Regions from separate parts of the Ovis aries genome. Here region 2 is linked to region 1. A link is a contact called in public Hi-C data. All regions are on one chromosome and are shown on one strand. Each heading gives the region's core, a stretch centred on a gene start, on an enhancer-like site or on the middle of the called end of the contact. The rest is flanking DNA. Distances are from core to core; before and after follow the strand shown.

Evidence for each region. Hi-C and Micro-C count contacts between places; a contact is called where the count stands out from the background.
Region 2: a contact with region 1 is called in a Hi-C map of liver, with 3 times the contacts expected there. The contact joins two enhancer-like sites. A contact is called at or near these places in 8 of 16 Hi-C or Micro-C datasets (blood, hypothalamus, liver and 4 more).

The regions. Positions count from the first base shown.
Region 1 is chr21:28,929,087-28,932,126 of ARS-UI_Ramb_v3.0, forward strand. No RefSeq gene overlaps it. Among named protein-coding and RNA genes, the nearest start is that of TRNAR-CCU, 300 kb to the right of the region's middle. Within about 2 kb of position 1,370, at least 3 of the 54 cell types and tissues checked have an H3K27ac peak or open chromatin away from gene starts, as enhancers often do. A contact at or near this core is called in liver, where this site is marked.
Region 2 is chr21:29,439,616-29,443,010 of ARS-UI_Ramb_v3.0, forward strand. No RefSeq gene overlaps it. Among named protein-coding and RNA genes, the nearest start is that of FLI1, 45 kb to the right of the region's middle. Within about 2 kb of position 2,061, at least 5 of the 54 cell types and tissues checked have an H3K27ac peak or open chromatin away from gene starts, as enhancers often do. A contact at or near this core is called in liver, where this site is marked.

The DNA of each region.
Region 1 (3,040 bases), core at 120-2,619:
CATTCTCTCTTTTTTTTTTTCTTATTTTTAACCTTTTATCTTGTACTGGGGGAGAGGAGGCTTCCCTGAAACTCAGTAAAGAATCTGCCTGCAATGCTGGAGACCTGGTTTTGATCCCTGGGTCAGGAAGATCCCTTGGAGAAGGAAATGGCTACCTACTCCAATAATCTTGCCTGGAAAATCCCATGGACAGAGGAGCCTGGCAGGTTACAATCCATGGGGTCTCAAAGGTCAGACAGGACTGAGCGACTAACACTACTAACTACTGTAAGCAGTTAACAATGTTGTGACAGTTTCAGGTGAGCAGAGAAAGGACCCAGCCATACGTTTATATGTGTCCATTCTCCCCCAGACTCCCCTCCCATCCAGGCTGCCACATAGCAATGAGCAGAGTTCCATGTGCTCTATGGTAGATTGCTAAGGACTGTTTTCCATGTAGTAGGGCTTCAGCAGACTTCTACAATATTTTTAAACAAAGTTTGACTGACTGGGAGCTGGGTTGGAGGACAAAGATGATGCTGACTTTCACAAACAGGCCCTTTGTGGGACCTGTTTCCTAGAGTTCATGCATCTCAACTTGAGTCCCAATTTACATATTTATATGAGCAAACTACCTTATACTGATATTCTCCACTTAAAAAACATGGTGGACAGGCTATGTTACTAACCCTCACAAGAACCCTGAACTACATAGATGGCCCCCATGTCACAAACGAGGAAGCTCAAGTAAGTAAAAGCGTGGTGACAGTGGATGGTTTTAGTCGCTAAGTCGTGCCCAGCTCTTGCCACCCCCATGGACTTAGCCCTCCAGGCTCCTCTGCCCATGGGATTTCCCAGGCAAGAATATTGGAGTGAGTTGCCATTTCTTTCTCTAGGGAAAAATTCCTGACCCAGGGATCAAAACTGCATCTTCTGCACTGCAGGCAGATTCTTTACCAGTGAGCCACTTGAGAAGCCCAAATAAGAAGGAACTTGCCAGCCAACCATATGTGAGCCTCTCAGTACAGTAGCAAAATTAACTTCAGAACCTGCATCTTCTGACTCTCCTTTCTAGCTGAACCATTAACTCTAGCTTGTAAAATGCAGTTCCTTTCCCTGTAGCCAAAACAAAACCGCATTTGGAAACCAGAGTTACAAGCTTGGTGATTGTCTGTCAAATGCTTCCTAAGTGATTAAAGGAGAATCAGGCCTTCTCTTCCTCTTGGTCCTTTAACACTTAGAATAAATTATCTGGTGTTAGGATAGAGATCTTTTCATTAGTGTGCCTTTGAAAACTATTAACGTACAGGAAAGAAACGTTCCTCTTTGGGGGGACAAATGCAATCTTATCAGAAAGGAACAGGACAATAACAGGAAGAGGGAGGGGACACTGGAATGTTGGGGAGGGTGGGGCTGGAGGGAAAGAAGACAGCCTGCAAGTGCTGGCCCCTTGGAGGCCTTTAATCAGAGCCTGGCAGCCATGATGCTTTTGTGAGCTGGAAATGGGGGCAGGGGGTGAGGGGGGAGGAACCATGGCTCTCAGAGCCAGGATGGGGAGGACTGCATCCCCAAAGAACAGCCCTGGTGTCACTATGACTCGTGTCCTGAGACCCTACATGGGCACGGACGTATTTATACAGAGCTCGTTTTCTTAACTGATGATCTCCAGGGAACACTCCCAGCCAGGAAGATGAGGAAGGCTGACTCCTAGGCCTGAAATTGGAGAGAAGTGACCTTAAAGGACACTGGGTCCACCCCCTACTCTGTCTTGAATTCCCTACAGCATTCCCCTTTCTTTCTTCTTCTTCTCTTTTTTTTTTTTTTGCATATTTATTTATTTTAAACTTTTAATTTTGCATTGGGGTAAGAGTCAGACATGACTGAGCGACTGAACTGAACTGATAGTCGATTAAGAATCCACCTGCAAAGTGGGAGACCTGGGTTCAAAACCTGGGTTGGGAAAATCCCCTGCAGAAGGGACCAGCTACCCACTCCAGTATTCTTGCCTGGAGAATTCCATGGACAGAGGAGCCTCGCAGGCTACAGTCCATGGGGTCACATAGAGTCAGACATGATTGAGTAACTTCCACTATAGCCAGTTAACAATGTTGTGCTAGTTTTGACAGCAAAGGGACTCAGCCATACATATACATATATCTATCCTCCCCTAAACCCTCCTTCCATCCAGGCTGCCACATAACATTGAGCAGAGTTCCCTGTGCTATACAGTAGGTCCTTGTAGGTTATCCATTTTAAATATAGCAGTGTGTCCATGTGCATCCCAAACTCCCTATCTATCCCTTCTCCCCATCCTTAACCCTTGGCAACCATAAGTTCATTCTGTAAGTCTTTGAGTCTCTTCTTATTTTGTAAGTAAGTTCATGTGTATGATATCTTTTTAGACTCCACATGTAAGTGATAGCAGCTCTCCCTTTCTGTTACAAATCCAGAGACAGCCCACCCTGCCAGTGACTGCTTCAATTGGAAGAAGGTCTACCCTGATCCTTCCACATGCTTAGGGGTTTCTGACCAGACTACCTCTGAAACAGGAGGGAAGGGGGCAGGGCACAATCTTTAAAAGAGTGACATAGCCATAGATAGGACGTAAGTGATTAAAACCAAATAGGTCCAAGATGGCGGGTGAGTCAACTTCTGCTACGTCTTGAGTCTCAGTATATGCTCAATGCAGACTTCCCCTGTGTCTCAATGCTGAAGAATTTACCTGCAATGCAGGAGATGCAAGAGACGCAGGTTTGATCCCTGGGTCAGGAAGATTCCCTGGAGGTGGGAATGGCAACCCACTCCAGTGTTCTTGCCTGGAGAATCCTGTGGACAGAGGAGCATGGTGGTCTGAAGTCCATGGGGTCATAGAAAGCCAGACAGGACTGAGGTGGCTGAGCGTGCACACACCCATGTGCTCACTGTAACACATTGGTAAGCTGAATGACACGCCCAGAGGTGTCATGACAGTTCCAAGGTCAACCATAAAGACCAAAAAGTGGGTGGCGGCCCAATTCCTGGAAATCTCCAACCCTTCCCCAAAATAGCTAGAATACTCCTC
Region 2 (3,395 bases), core at 811-3,310, 510 kb after region 1:
ATAAATTTATATTTAAAAAAGAAAAAATATATAACATTATATAATATATATAACATTATATAATAATATAATCTCAGCATTATAATGCTGAGACGAGACTCAGCCTCTCCTTGGCCATTTCACTTCTTTCTGTGTTGTCTCTCTCTTTGTGTCTCTCTCTCCTTTTTTTTCCAGCACCACTCCCTTCCCTTCATCCAACATTTTTATACCTTTGCCTGAAGCTTGAGAATCTCTGTGTGCCTTTCAGAGGCTTTGGGATTTCCCAACAGAAGATATAAAATGATGTGTAAACACACGGCTGGGTGAGAGGTGGGAAAGAGAATTTAAAGTCCTCAATCTGTTCTTCTGTGACTAGTTTCTTCCAGATGGACACGGATGGTCCCAGGGGTTTTGCTCTAAGAGGGGCTGATTTACTGACCTCAGTGCGAGTCCTAGGACCCGGAGGATCCCTGTAGGATATTAGTCACTCTATAAAACCTCCAGGCCAGTTTCCCAGGCTGTGGGGGCCTATAGAAAATTTCCCATAGGGTTCCAGAGCCTGAGAACATATGCATCTCACGGCTTGGCCATGGGTTCGTGTTGCATCGGATGTGATCTGTCTCATAAAACATGACTTCGAAAATGTCCCCAGACAAAACTGTAAAGTTTCTCGACTTCTCTCCCACCCAGTCACCCTCCTCTGGGCCACAAAGCACAGCAGAGCCCAGAGGAGTCTGGAGTCCTTGATGCATGCTTGTTTCCAAGATGGCACACGGGGAGTCTGGGGATGGTGGTGGGGCAGATGAGGGGCAGAGAGAGCTGGGGAAAGCAAGTCTGCTCTCCCCCAGCAGGGAGCAGTGCTCAGAGATTATCCAGCATGAATCCTTCCCACAACCTCCCTTTCTTGGATTTATTTTTTGGATCTTGGTTTCAAATCCCCCTTTCTCTCCCCAGAAGTCAGCTTCACCTGTGAAGCCCTTTCCAGGTTATGACATTTTTAGTTGCTTAGTCCAGCTCTTTGCCATCCTGCAGACTGTAGCCTGCAGAGTCTGCTGCCCATGGGATTCTCCAGGCAAGAATACCAGAGTGGGCTGCCATTCCTTCTTCAAGGGATTTTCCTAACCCAGGGATCGAACCCACATCTTCTACTTTGGCAGGCAGATTCCTCACTGCTGAGCCACCTGGGAAGCCCTCTGCAGCTGATCATCAAATGCAAGGGAAGTGCCAGCCACATCTCAGCGACAACCAGCAAGATAACACATTTATTCTCTATGTTCCCTCTCTCAGACCTCTAGGCCACTCATTTCCACAGAAAGGAATTCTGATTCAGAAGAGGCGAAGAGATCAGAGTGGATGGAAGTTAGAAGATGAGGAAGACAGAGGGCATGTATGCCTGCAGCAGACCATGGGGGAGAAGTCTTATGCCCGTTAGATGTGTGGGCTGCACCCTGTCACCTGACCCGGGGGAGATGATCCAGGCTCAGCCTGTGCGTCTGACGCAGGATGCTCTTGTCCTGACGTGAACACAGGCTGCAGGCGTGACCCCCTGGTCTTGTTCTTTTCTTCCTGCCCTGATCAGCAGCAGCCTGAGTCATCGTGTCTGTATCTTGATCTACCCCCCAAATAGCAGCTTAGAACAAAGTGAAAAGCATTCCTCCTAAAAAGCACGACTGGTATTTTTAGAGTATCTTTACTCCTAATGGTGAAATACATGGATGTATCACTTTGGTCCTGAGGCTGCTGTTTGGACCAAAAAACACACAAGCACCCCTAGGTTCTAGGATCTGAGACCTTATCCTCCATCTGTGGGCAGAGCAAGAAGTCCTTAAACCCCTGGGCTGGGCTCAGCCTCCCTGTCACTGTCTCTTCCTCCAGGTCTCAACCAAGAAGCCGAGAGTGAGGACAGGAAGAAACACCCAGGCTTCTGGAAGAGGCAAAAACACACCAAACTTGCCAAGTTTTACACCAACTTTCTGAGCGCTAATGAGATCTAAGCTTCTGGGTTTGGGGCTGACTTACACCAGCCTGGGGTGACTTCCTGTTTTTGAAGAACCAAGGTGGGTAGACACTCAGAGCCGTGATCTGGGCACCAGGCAACTTTGACACCACTGTTAACCACCAACGTCAGCGTCACTGGAGCTGACACTGTTGGTGAGATGCCGTTAGCCCCAGACAAGAGGTTTCTAAAGCCAGGTGGCCATGGGCTTTCTTTGAGATGGGAGGAGGCCAAGACAGGGTCAGGCTTTGGGCCTCCCTTGAGCTCCTGGCTGATGGCTGGGGAACAAAGAAAGCAGTGCTGAAAGAGGGTGACAGGTCAGAGACACACACTCATGCTGGGAGCTGCTGTCTCGCTAATCACAGGAAAAGGTCTAAGGGAGGATGAGGATACCTGAACAGGGGCCTTGGGACTAAAGGGCACCATCGGGTCACCAGGACAACACATCTACTGGATTTCCTGGGCAAGAGCCACTTTCAGTTTGCTGTCTGAATGGTCCGTATGCAGAACCAACTGGCAGACCACAGGTCCTCCTGCCACAGCAGTGGGGAGCGCCAGGCCCAGGGGCTGCACTGGTGGTCAGCTCGGACCTGGCTGTGGGTCAGGGATGCCCCACTCTGTGAGGTTTCCCAACGGCTCCTTGGAGAACGGTGTGAGCTCCACAGGCGCTCCCCGCTCTCCAGCTCCTCGTGCACAACAGCCACTGCCACCACCCGATGTGATGCCGTGTGGGTCTTCCCCCCACCTCACCCCTAAAGATAGTAAGGCATTCACTCAATAGCGTTAAAGGAATAAGTCTGTGTGCGTGCGTGATAAGTCACTTCAGCTGTGTCTGACTCTTTGTGACCCTATGGACCACACCCCTCAGGCTCCTCTGTCCAGGGGGTTCTCCAGGCAAGAATACTGGAGTGGGTAGTCATTCCCTTCTTCAGAGAATCTTCCAGACCCAGGGATCGAACCTGCATCTCTTACGTCTCCTGCAATGGTAGGCGGCTTCTTTGCCACTAGCGCTACCTTATCCCTCCCCAGCCTAAGCTCAAGAATGGGGCCTGCAGCTTACAACTGTGTACCTCCCAGTGGCTTGTACACACTAGGTGCTCTAATGAGCAAACACGGGTTGATTCTAGTGGATTCTAGCCCTGGAAGAAGGGATAGGAATAAAGAACAGGAGCCAAGCAGGCAGGAATCATGCTGCGTCCTTCCAAGAATGCACCCACCTTCATACCCCTCACTCAGCAGCCCTCAACCAGAGTCCAGTCTGACCCCAGCTCAGAGCAACCGAGGGCTGTGTGTTCCCCTCCTCCGCAAAATTCCAACCCCCTTCCCCCAACACTCCACTGACATAAGTCTTTCCACCCTTCACTCGGCATTACCTGGTCTCCACAGAGTACCTGAACATCAGTTCAGTTCAGTTCAGTCG